Linked DNA regions of Mus musculus: region 1 is linked to region 2. The links are chromatin contacts, called in public promoter capture Hi-C maps. All regions are on one chromosome and are shown on one strand. Each heading gives the region's core, a stretch centred on a gene start, on an enhancer-like site or on the middle of the called end of the contact. The rest is flanking DNA. Distances are from core to core; before and after follow the strand shown. Region 1 holds the start of Nt5dc1 (5'-nucleotidase domain containing 1). Region 2 holds the start of Rsph4a (radial spoke head 4 homolog A (Chlamydomonas)).

Region 1 (4,599 bases), core at 986-3,485, 510 kb after region 2:
GGTTTGGAGAGGAGTTTTGAGCCAGAACAGTTAAGTTGAACCAGCCAGCTAAAGCTCAGAAAGAGCTAGAAAGCAGTAAGTCTCAGAGACTAAACCTTCTAGGCCTCGATAAGATTGTACATAGGCTAGAACCTTCCAAGACTAGGCCTAGACTAGCAGATGAAGCCAACAATGACGTGAGGGGAGCAAAAGCTACTTTTACATACATACACCATACCAAAAAGGGGGAAAAAAAGTGACTGTGTCATCATATTCAGTTAATTCCAACCACATCGTAAATCACTAAGCCCAGTATGCTCAAGACATAGAAAACACTGTTTTCTGTAACTCAGAAGACAGAGGCTCTCGGGGGCTGGGGGTGGGGGAGTCCAAAGAGTAACTAGAATATATAAAGCTTCTGCTGAGCATTTGGAGAAGTAAGGTTTAAAGAAATTGTAAGTGGTGACACAAAAGGCTTCCTAGGAGGGAAGAGAAGGACGGCGGTGGGAGGGTGATTTCATAATTTAAGTACTTAAGATGAGACCCCACATGATGAAGAGACACTGAATGGAAGGGAAGAGACCCTCCCTCCGGGACAGGCAATAGCAAGCCTTGGCAAATACTCCTCTCCCCCATAAGAATGCAAAAGAACTTTACATCGTCTTTCTGGTAACAGGTTGCTAACCACAGAGAGGCTCCTACTTGTGTGTGGTTGATGTGTGTCCCTAACTATGTCCTGGTGTTCAGCACTCGGTGAGACTTAGGATTTCTATACCAAGCATAACCAAGATTCACCAGGGTATCGTTTTCAGCCTTTAATCAGCACTGCGATTCAAAACTTGCAGTAGAGTATCTTCTGAATCTTCTATCCTAAAATGTGTATGCTCACACACGCACAAAACTGGCTTTTTAACATGACAGAGGTTAAACAACATTCTCCATGAACGACAGTGAATACAGATGAAGGGCATAAGATGAACCAGACTGGAATCTGAACGCCGTGGAAGGAAAGAAATTAGCACCCAGAGAACACTCTGAAAGAGTAGCCAAAGGACCAAGACTTAAATGTCTTTAAACTATGAGAAAGGAAATGAGATCTGTGCAACTGGCAAGCAAAACAGAGCCCCAGCAGGGACACACACCTTTTTTTTTTTTTAAAGCATCTGTATGCTTGAAAACACACCGGAGTGATTCAGGAGCCTCATTTTTGATTTTGGAGAATCTGACCAACTGGGGCACTGACAGGACTACACTGACTGTGGTCTGCACTAGTGATGTGGTGGGTGCTAACCGTAATAGCAAACAATCGGCTGCACACTTAATCCTCGAAAGGTTAATTGAGAAGGAACCCAGATTATTTGCCCAGTGTCACAGGGCTAGGCACTTGGTGCCAGGGTCCCGAACCAGGGACTTTGACTGCAGAGTCCTGCTTAGACTTCTCACTGTGATATTCTTAATTCTTTAGTTTCTTGTGAACCCAAAGGGTCAGAGAAAGCAGGGCGATTAAGATGAGGGTATAAGCCTACAAATAAAGCAATCTAATCCCCTCATATTCTGGGTAGATTCTGTTGAGATTACAACTTTATTTAAAACGCACAGATCAAGTAGTACGTGCACAATAAATGCTTGTTTTCTTCTCTTGGTAAAGACAAAAGGAGGTCTAAGATGTTAACGACTTCTCCCAGTGTTTCTCACAATACTATTTATTATACAGTCTCTCCCTGTATGAAATACTTAAACTCTGACAGGTGATTACTTGGGTGTGCAAAAGGAAAGATGCAGCCATGTTTTCTTGAAGTTCAAAACAAGTGGCTGTACCCACTCAGCTGGTGCCCAGAGGAGTTGGAAAAAATAATAGGGCCTGGGATCAACAAATGACACACAAAGCCCCTGACCCCGCTTTTTCAGGGTTCTACAAGTCGGCTTCCCGGCTCGGTCTTGCGCTATCTTCTGCCCCTGGCTTCCTCCTCAAGACCGCAGAACCCCTGAAAGTACACTTCCGCCCAGCGGCCGGGGACCTACGACACTCTACACAGCCGCCTTTAGAGGCTGTCCGTGCCACTCACCCGGGCGCTCTCGGGCAGGTTGTAGCGGCACAGCGTGTGGTCGAGATCGAAGCCGACCACGTCGCAGGCGCCCAGGGAGAAGTGCTGAGCCATGGCAGGGCAGCGGCGGGTAACGCAGACCGGAAGGCCGGTAGAGCATGCGAGAAGTTGCCGGGACTCTACAAGCGTAACTCGCAGGCAGGACGCGGAGCGGGGCGGGGCTTGACGGGGCGGGGCTTGACGGGGCGGAGCTTGGCGGGGCGGAGGCTTATATAAGACAGACGGGCGGGGCGTGGTCTGGTCGGGAGGAGCTAGTCAAGTAGGGCGGGTTCTGAGCACACTCCCGCGTCTCCAAGTCAGTGGCCTGTCTGCCTCCTGGATCGCCCCAGTTTTGCTGGCTGGTTCAGGCCAGTTCCACGGCTTGCTTCCAGCTAGTACAGTGCAGCAGGAGCTAAAATGCTCAACTAGGACCCTGCTAGCCAATGTCCTTAATGTAGCTTAAGGTTTCACAGAATTAGTGGGAATTCTCGTTCATTTTTCAGGCGCCACACTACTAAATGATACCAGTGAAACCTCATCCCTTGAGGCTTGAGTGTGGGAGCAGTGTGTGAGAAAATTATGAGCACAAATAACTGTTGGACCCTGTGATGGTTTGTATATTCTTGGACTAGGGAGTGACACCATTTGGAGGTGTGGCCTTGTTGGAATAGGTGTGACCAGGTTGGAATAGGTGTGTCACTGTGGGCGTGGGCATAAGATCCTCACCCTAGTTGCCTGGAAGTCAGTCTTCCACTAGCAGCCTTTGGATGAAGACATAGAACGCTCAGCTCTGCCTGCACCATGCCTGCCTGGATGCTGCCATGCTCCCACCTTGATGATAATGGACTGAACCTCTGTACCTGTAAGCCAGCCCCAATTAAATGTTGTTTTTTATAAGACTTGCCTTGGTCATGGTGTCTGTTCACAGCAGTAAAACTCTGACTAATACAGACCCCTTTAGCATACAGTTTGGTAAGTGGACTTTGAAAGTTGAATCAACAGCTTTATTACTCTATAGTTTGGTAATAAGACATGAAAGACATTCCTGGCATCATTTCAGCCATTGGAATGCATTAAAAAATATATTACGTATTATGGAAGACCACCTTACCAAAAACACCAAGGCTGGTTGTATTAGTCAGGGTTCTCTAAAGACACAGAACTTATGGAATGAGTTCTCTATATATTAAAGGAATGTATTGTGATGACTTATAGTCTGTAGTTCAACTCACCGAGCATTGGTCAACTGTTAATAGGAATTCGAAGAGTTTGGTAGTTGCTCCGTCCCGTGAGGCTAGTTGTTTGAACTGGTCTTCTGTAGAAGTAGGTCTTGTGAGACTAGGCTGGGGCCTAGCAAACACAGAAGTGGATGCTCACAGTCAGCTATTGGATGGATCACAAAGCCCCCAATGGAGGAGCTAGAGAACATATCCAAGGAGCTAAAGGGATCTACAACCCTATAGGTGGAACAACAATATGAACTAACCAGTACCCCGGAGCTCTTGACTCTAGCTGCATATGTATCAAAAGATGGCCTAGTCGGCCATCACTGGAAAGAGAGGCCTATTGGACACGCAAACTTTATATGCCCCAGTACAGGGGAATGCCAGGGCCCAAAAATGGGAATGGGTGGGTAGGGAAGTGTGTGTGTGTGGGGGGTATGGGGGATAGCATTCTAAATGTAATTGAGGAAAATACGTAGTAATAAAAAATATTAATAAAAAAGAAAAAGAAAAAGAGTGAATCTTCCTTCTTCCAATGTCCCTGGGTAGGCTTCTATGAGAAAGTGTGGCTCAGATTAAAGGTGCATACCACCATGCCTGGATCTAGGACTTGCTTTGTCCCAGGCTGACCTTGAATCCAGATATCACCTTGCCTCAGTCTCCTGGGATTAAAGGCCTGTACTACCTTGCCTGAGCCTAAGCTTTTCACGGTCATCATGTCTCAAGATCTCCATGACAAGAGCCAGATCAGAAACTTGTGTCTTCCAGCCTCAAAATCTGGATCACAGGTGAGCCCTCCAGTTCTGGATTGTAGTTCATTTCGGATATAGTCAAGCTAACAACCAGGAAATAGCCCATTACACTGGTGGTTATTTGATTATCCTGCTTTTAATTGAGTTTTTCTATGAAGACATCAAAAATGTCATTGATGAATGGAATTCATCAAAAAAAAAAAAAAAGTTTTGTACCCAGAACTTTTGTGAGCAGGCAGTACAGAGTGGTAGGAGTGATGATTTGCCTGATTCAGGATTACACTATTTTAGATTCAGAAAACTCAATACAGTTGGGACAAAGGATGTCAGAACCATTTAACTTTCAGCCTCTGCATGTGAAAAAACAAGTATATTAAGTCTTTTTTTGTCTCATACTTCTCCATTTAAATGAGAAAATACAAATCTTCATACTGTTACTCTAAATTAAAAAAAAAACTTTTCTCTAGTGAGAAAGAGCAATTGAAATGGCATAATGATATAAATAGTTGAGAATTTCACTTAACCCTTACAGATACTAACTCTTAGAAGGTAAATAGACCA
Region 2 (4,466 bases), core at 646-3,145:
CCTGATTTTATGAGACTGATTCAAGTATCTCTCCATTTAATTTGATGTTGGCTATTGGTTTGTTGTATATTGCTTTTATTTTGCTTAGGTATGTGTCTTGAAATTTTTATCTTTCCCAAACTTTTAACATGAAGGGTTGCTGTATTTTGTCAAAGGCTTTTTCAGCATCTACTGAGATGATCATGTGATTTTTTTTTTTTTGGTTGAATTTGTCTATATAGTGGATTACATTGAGCATTTTCCTTATATTGAACTATCCCTGCATCCCTGGGGTGAAGCCTACTTGACCATGGTGAATGATTGTTTAATGTGTTCTTGGATTAGATTTGCAATAATGTTATTGAGTATTGTTGCATCAATATCCATAAGGGAAATTGGTCTGAAGTTCTCTTTCTTTGTTGGGTCTTTTTGTGGTTTAGGTACCAGCATAACTGTGGCTTCTTACAACAAATTATGTAGTGTTCCTTCTGTTTCTATTTTGTGGATTAGTTTGAAGAGTATTTGTATAAGGTCTTCTTTGACTTTGGCTAATGAAAGCTTGCTTCTTGAAGAGAAGATGGCAACTCCATGGAAGGCTTGAGGGTTTCCTCAAATATATTTATGATACAGAACTAAGAATTTTGTATCTGAATACTTTTTATTTATACACTTGCATTATGTCAAGGTCATATGACATTGAGCTGAAGAGATAAAGCCAAATAAAGAATTTGTTAGAGATTCGCAATATTATATAAAACTTATAAAGTTAAACTTGTAAATGACACTGAAATTAAGGTCTCAGAAACTTATTGAGGGCACCTATAGGGAAATACAGAAAAACAAATGTGCATTTGCATTTAGAGTCATGCTATAGTGTTGAAGAACTCTTAGAACTTAATTTGAAGCATGATGGACTTTAATTTGATCCATGAATTTAGCTCCTCAGAAAAGAAAAGCAAAGCTGCATATTTTGATAGACTAGGTAATCATTTTGGTATGATTAAAGATCACTGGGCTATAAATGTTTGTCTCTACACCTAACATGCCCATCTTTGGAGCATTTGTGAAGCAGGTAATAGCTACACTCTAGTTTAAGTACTGACAACACTGAAATAAAGAAAGCAAACAGCAGAATAGTATGCCAAGCTCTTCCTTGGGTCTTTGGAAGCAAACATGGGTGTGTTTCCAACAGAAAACTATAGTTTCGAATAAAACTATCTTTAAAAAATGTAGAAGGCTATGGCATCATGTCCTAATAGGGAACGTCCCTGGAATGCAGAGGCCTTTGGTTTCATACTTACCACCCAAATAGTAGGGAAAAGAGAATGAAGAAATGCTGTTTGACTTTATGCATTTATTCTCCCATTCTTTTTATTTAAATATTTTATTTATTTTTATGTATATGAGCACTCTATCTGCATGTACAGTTACATGCTGGAATAGGACATCAGATCACATTATAGATGATTTTGAGCCATTATGTGGTTGCTGGGAGTTGAACTCAGGACCTTGGAAGAGCAGTTAGTGCTCTTAACCGCTGAGCCACACTTTATATACATTACTCATACTTCATATCCATAACCTAGATCAAACTGTCAGACCTTTAAAGACCTCCAACACCGGATCACAGTTCCACCTTTGCTCTCATCTTGCAGGTCTTGGTTCCCAAAACAAAATAAAACAAACAAAACGAAAGGTAGGGTTCGGATTGGCTGAGCTAGGAAGAGGGACAGAGACTTCACCAAATCACAAAACTAGTCCCCTCCCTAAAATCCTAGCAACAGGGCTGTTTGATTTTTACACAGAGACTGCCAGCCTGGGGTTGCTATGGAGACCGGACGCTTGCAACCTGTGGAGGCAGGTTGATTAGGAATTGATTACTTAGAAGATCTCAGCAAAGTCCCGTGTTGTTTCCTTCCATATCGTCACGCTCCGTTCACGTGACTTATTTCTTAACTCCTATGGAAAACTCTACCTCTCTGAAACAAGAAAAGGAAAATCAAGAGCCAGGGGAAGCAGAGAGATTATGGCAAGGAGAGTCAGACGTTTCTCCCCAGGAGCCTGGTCCCCCATCACCTGAGTACCGGGAAGAGGAGCAAAGGACAGACACCGAACCCGCACCCAGAATGAGCCCCTCTTGGAGCCACCAGTCTAGAGTCAGCCTGTCTACGGGAGACCTCACCGCTGGACCAGAAGTGTCATCCTCCCCTCCCCCTCCTCCTCTGCAGTTTCATTCCACTCCTCTCAACACTGAAACTACTCAGGATCCTGTAGCTGCATCACCCACAGAGAAGACCGCTAATGGAATCGCTGACACCGGGACACCTTATTCTGATCCTTGGGAATCATCTTCTGCTGCAAAGCAATCAACTTCTCACTACACAAGCCACGCCGAGGAAAGTACTTTCCCGCAGTCTCAGACACCCCAACCTGACCTCTGTGGGCTAAGGGATGCCAGCAGGAACAAGTCCAAGCACAAAGGGCTGAGATTTGACCTTTTACAAGAGGAAGGCTCAGACAGTAACTGTGACCCAGACCAGCCTGAGGTTGGAGCCAGTGAAGCAGCCCAGAGTATGCTTGAGGTGGCCATTCAGAATGCAAAAGCCTACCTGCTGAGTACCAGCAGCAAGTCTGGCTTAAATCTGTAAGTATCACAGTGGGGGTGGGGTGACAACAAAGGGGGTGGGCAGGAGCAGAGTAAGGTATTTCTGTGAAAATTTGTTGGAGGCAAAAAGAGACTAGAATCTGAAAGGATTTCTTTTGAAAAAGAAAGTTACTGGGTGTGGTGGCAGAGGCTTTTAATTCCAGAACATAGATAGGGAGGTAGAGGCTAATAGGCTATAGGCCCACCTATTTGCACAGCAAGTTACAGGTCACCCAGGGCAACACAGTGGGACCCTGTCTAAATGTAAAAAGTTGGTAGACAGACAGACAGACAAAAAGGAGTAAAAATAAAATACAAAGGTAGTAAATTAGTGAGATAAGTGCATTTGACACGTAAAACTGGGCCCCTGGTAATAATTGTTTTAGGTCTTTGAAGACCCTAGACACATAGGTTGGCTGGTTGGTTGGTTGGTTGGTTGGTTGGTTGGAGGGGTGGGGTTGTTCTTGTTTGTTTGTTTTGTTTATTCTTGGCTTAGAAGAGATTGTAAAGTCATGAAATCTAAGCATGTTCCCAGGATGTTTGTAGATTGTATAATTGCCTATAGTGATAGCGTGCATTCTTGTAACCAATTGAAAACTTGTATAGCTTGATTTTATGTTCATTCCCAGGCCAGTGCTATGGTGACCTTCCATCCTCGTTTTCTTAAGATTGTCCTAAGATTTGAGCACAGAAAGTCCTGCATCTTGTATTCTACAAGAAAGCAGAAAACCTGATTACTTTTAAAACATGCTAGGTCTTTCTTTTAAACATGTGGTAACCAAGTATCCAGGTATGGTCTTGATGTCCATTGCAGCTTTAACATGAGAACTCGTAATAGTGTAGCTTTCTAGAAATTCTTGCTTCTAAACAACTGAACTGTGTGTCTAGGGTTTTCAAAGACCTATAAGTCTGGTGCCTGAGAAATACAGATTGCCTCTTGTGAAAAGTACAATTAATTGGTGAGAGGATAAATGAAGTTCTACTAATTTAGTTGTGAAATGGAAAAGAACAAAATGCTACATTCACCACTTCAGAGGAAGATCACACATCTAATAATATTTGTGCGGCACAAATCGGCCTTGGTGGAGGAAAAATAGAAGGACACAAAGTTCGGTGGTAGAGGAGGGCGTGATGGATCTGAAAGAGTTGGGAAAGGGAAGGTGAATACAGTCAAACACATAAAGTTCTCAAAGAACTAACAAAAATAGTTTTAAGAAGGGGGAAAGTAAATAATTTGATGACTTATCTTTTAGTGTATGTGGGTAGAATGGCAATATGAAATGCATTCTTTGGGGTCCTAAAAACATTGTTACTTTCAAAATATGATGTTGGGGTTGGAGATTGGGATCAGTGGTTAAGAGCACTAGTTGTTCTTGCAGATCAAGATTCAGTAGGCAGCACCCAAGGTATGCACAACTATCTGTCAACTCCAGTTCCAGGGGGTACAGAGATACAATAACTTCTGACCTCCTCAGGAACCAACACGCAAATGTTGCACACACATACAAGGAAATGCATAGAAAAACACTCAAATAGATTAAATAAAATAGATTTGTTTTTTTTAATGTAGGAGCTGGAGAAATGGCTCTGCAATAATGAGATTCATGTTCTTTCAGAGGACTAGAGTTTGGTTTCCATCACCCATATCAGGCAGGTCACAAGCAACTATATTGCATATTACAGATCTGACATGTTCTAGTCTCCATGGGCACTTACTTTCACATGCAAATACCCACATGCATAGACATAATTGGAAGAAAAGATTTTAAAATACATAAGATAGTAAGGATATAGCTCTTAAAGAGTTAGTGGGATTTGGATATCTAATTATATTATATTTCAC

What was found. Promoter capture Hi-C pulls out the DNA fragments that hold promoters and counts their contacts.
Region 1: a contact with region 2 is called in a promoter capture Hi-C map of pre-B cells. The contact joins the promoter of Nt5dc1 here to the promoter of Rsph4a in region 2. A contact is called at or near these places in 2 of 39 promoter capture datasets (the C10 cell line and pre-B cells), 1 of 484 Hi-C or Micro-C datasets (embryonic stem cells) and 1 of 115 datasets of contacts at active chromatin or transcription factors (bone marrow-derived macrophages).

Annotation. Positions count from the first base shown.
Region 1 is chr10:34,416,316-34,420,914 of GRCm38.p6, forward strand. It overlaps Nt5dc1 (5'-nucleotidase domain containing 1), which reads right to left and starts at 2,236. Exons shown (of 12, transcript NM_176968.5): 1 at 2,046-2,236. The coding sequence starts at 2,138.
Region 2 is chr10:33,903,216-33,907,681 of GRCm38.p6, forward strand. It overlaps Rsph4a (radial spoke head 4 homolog A (Chlamydomonas)), which reads left to right and starts at 1,896. Exons shown (of 6, transcript NM_001162957.1): 1 at 1,896-2,623. The coding sequence starts at 1,941.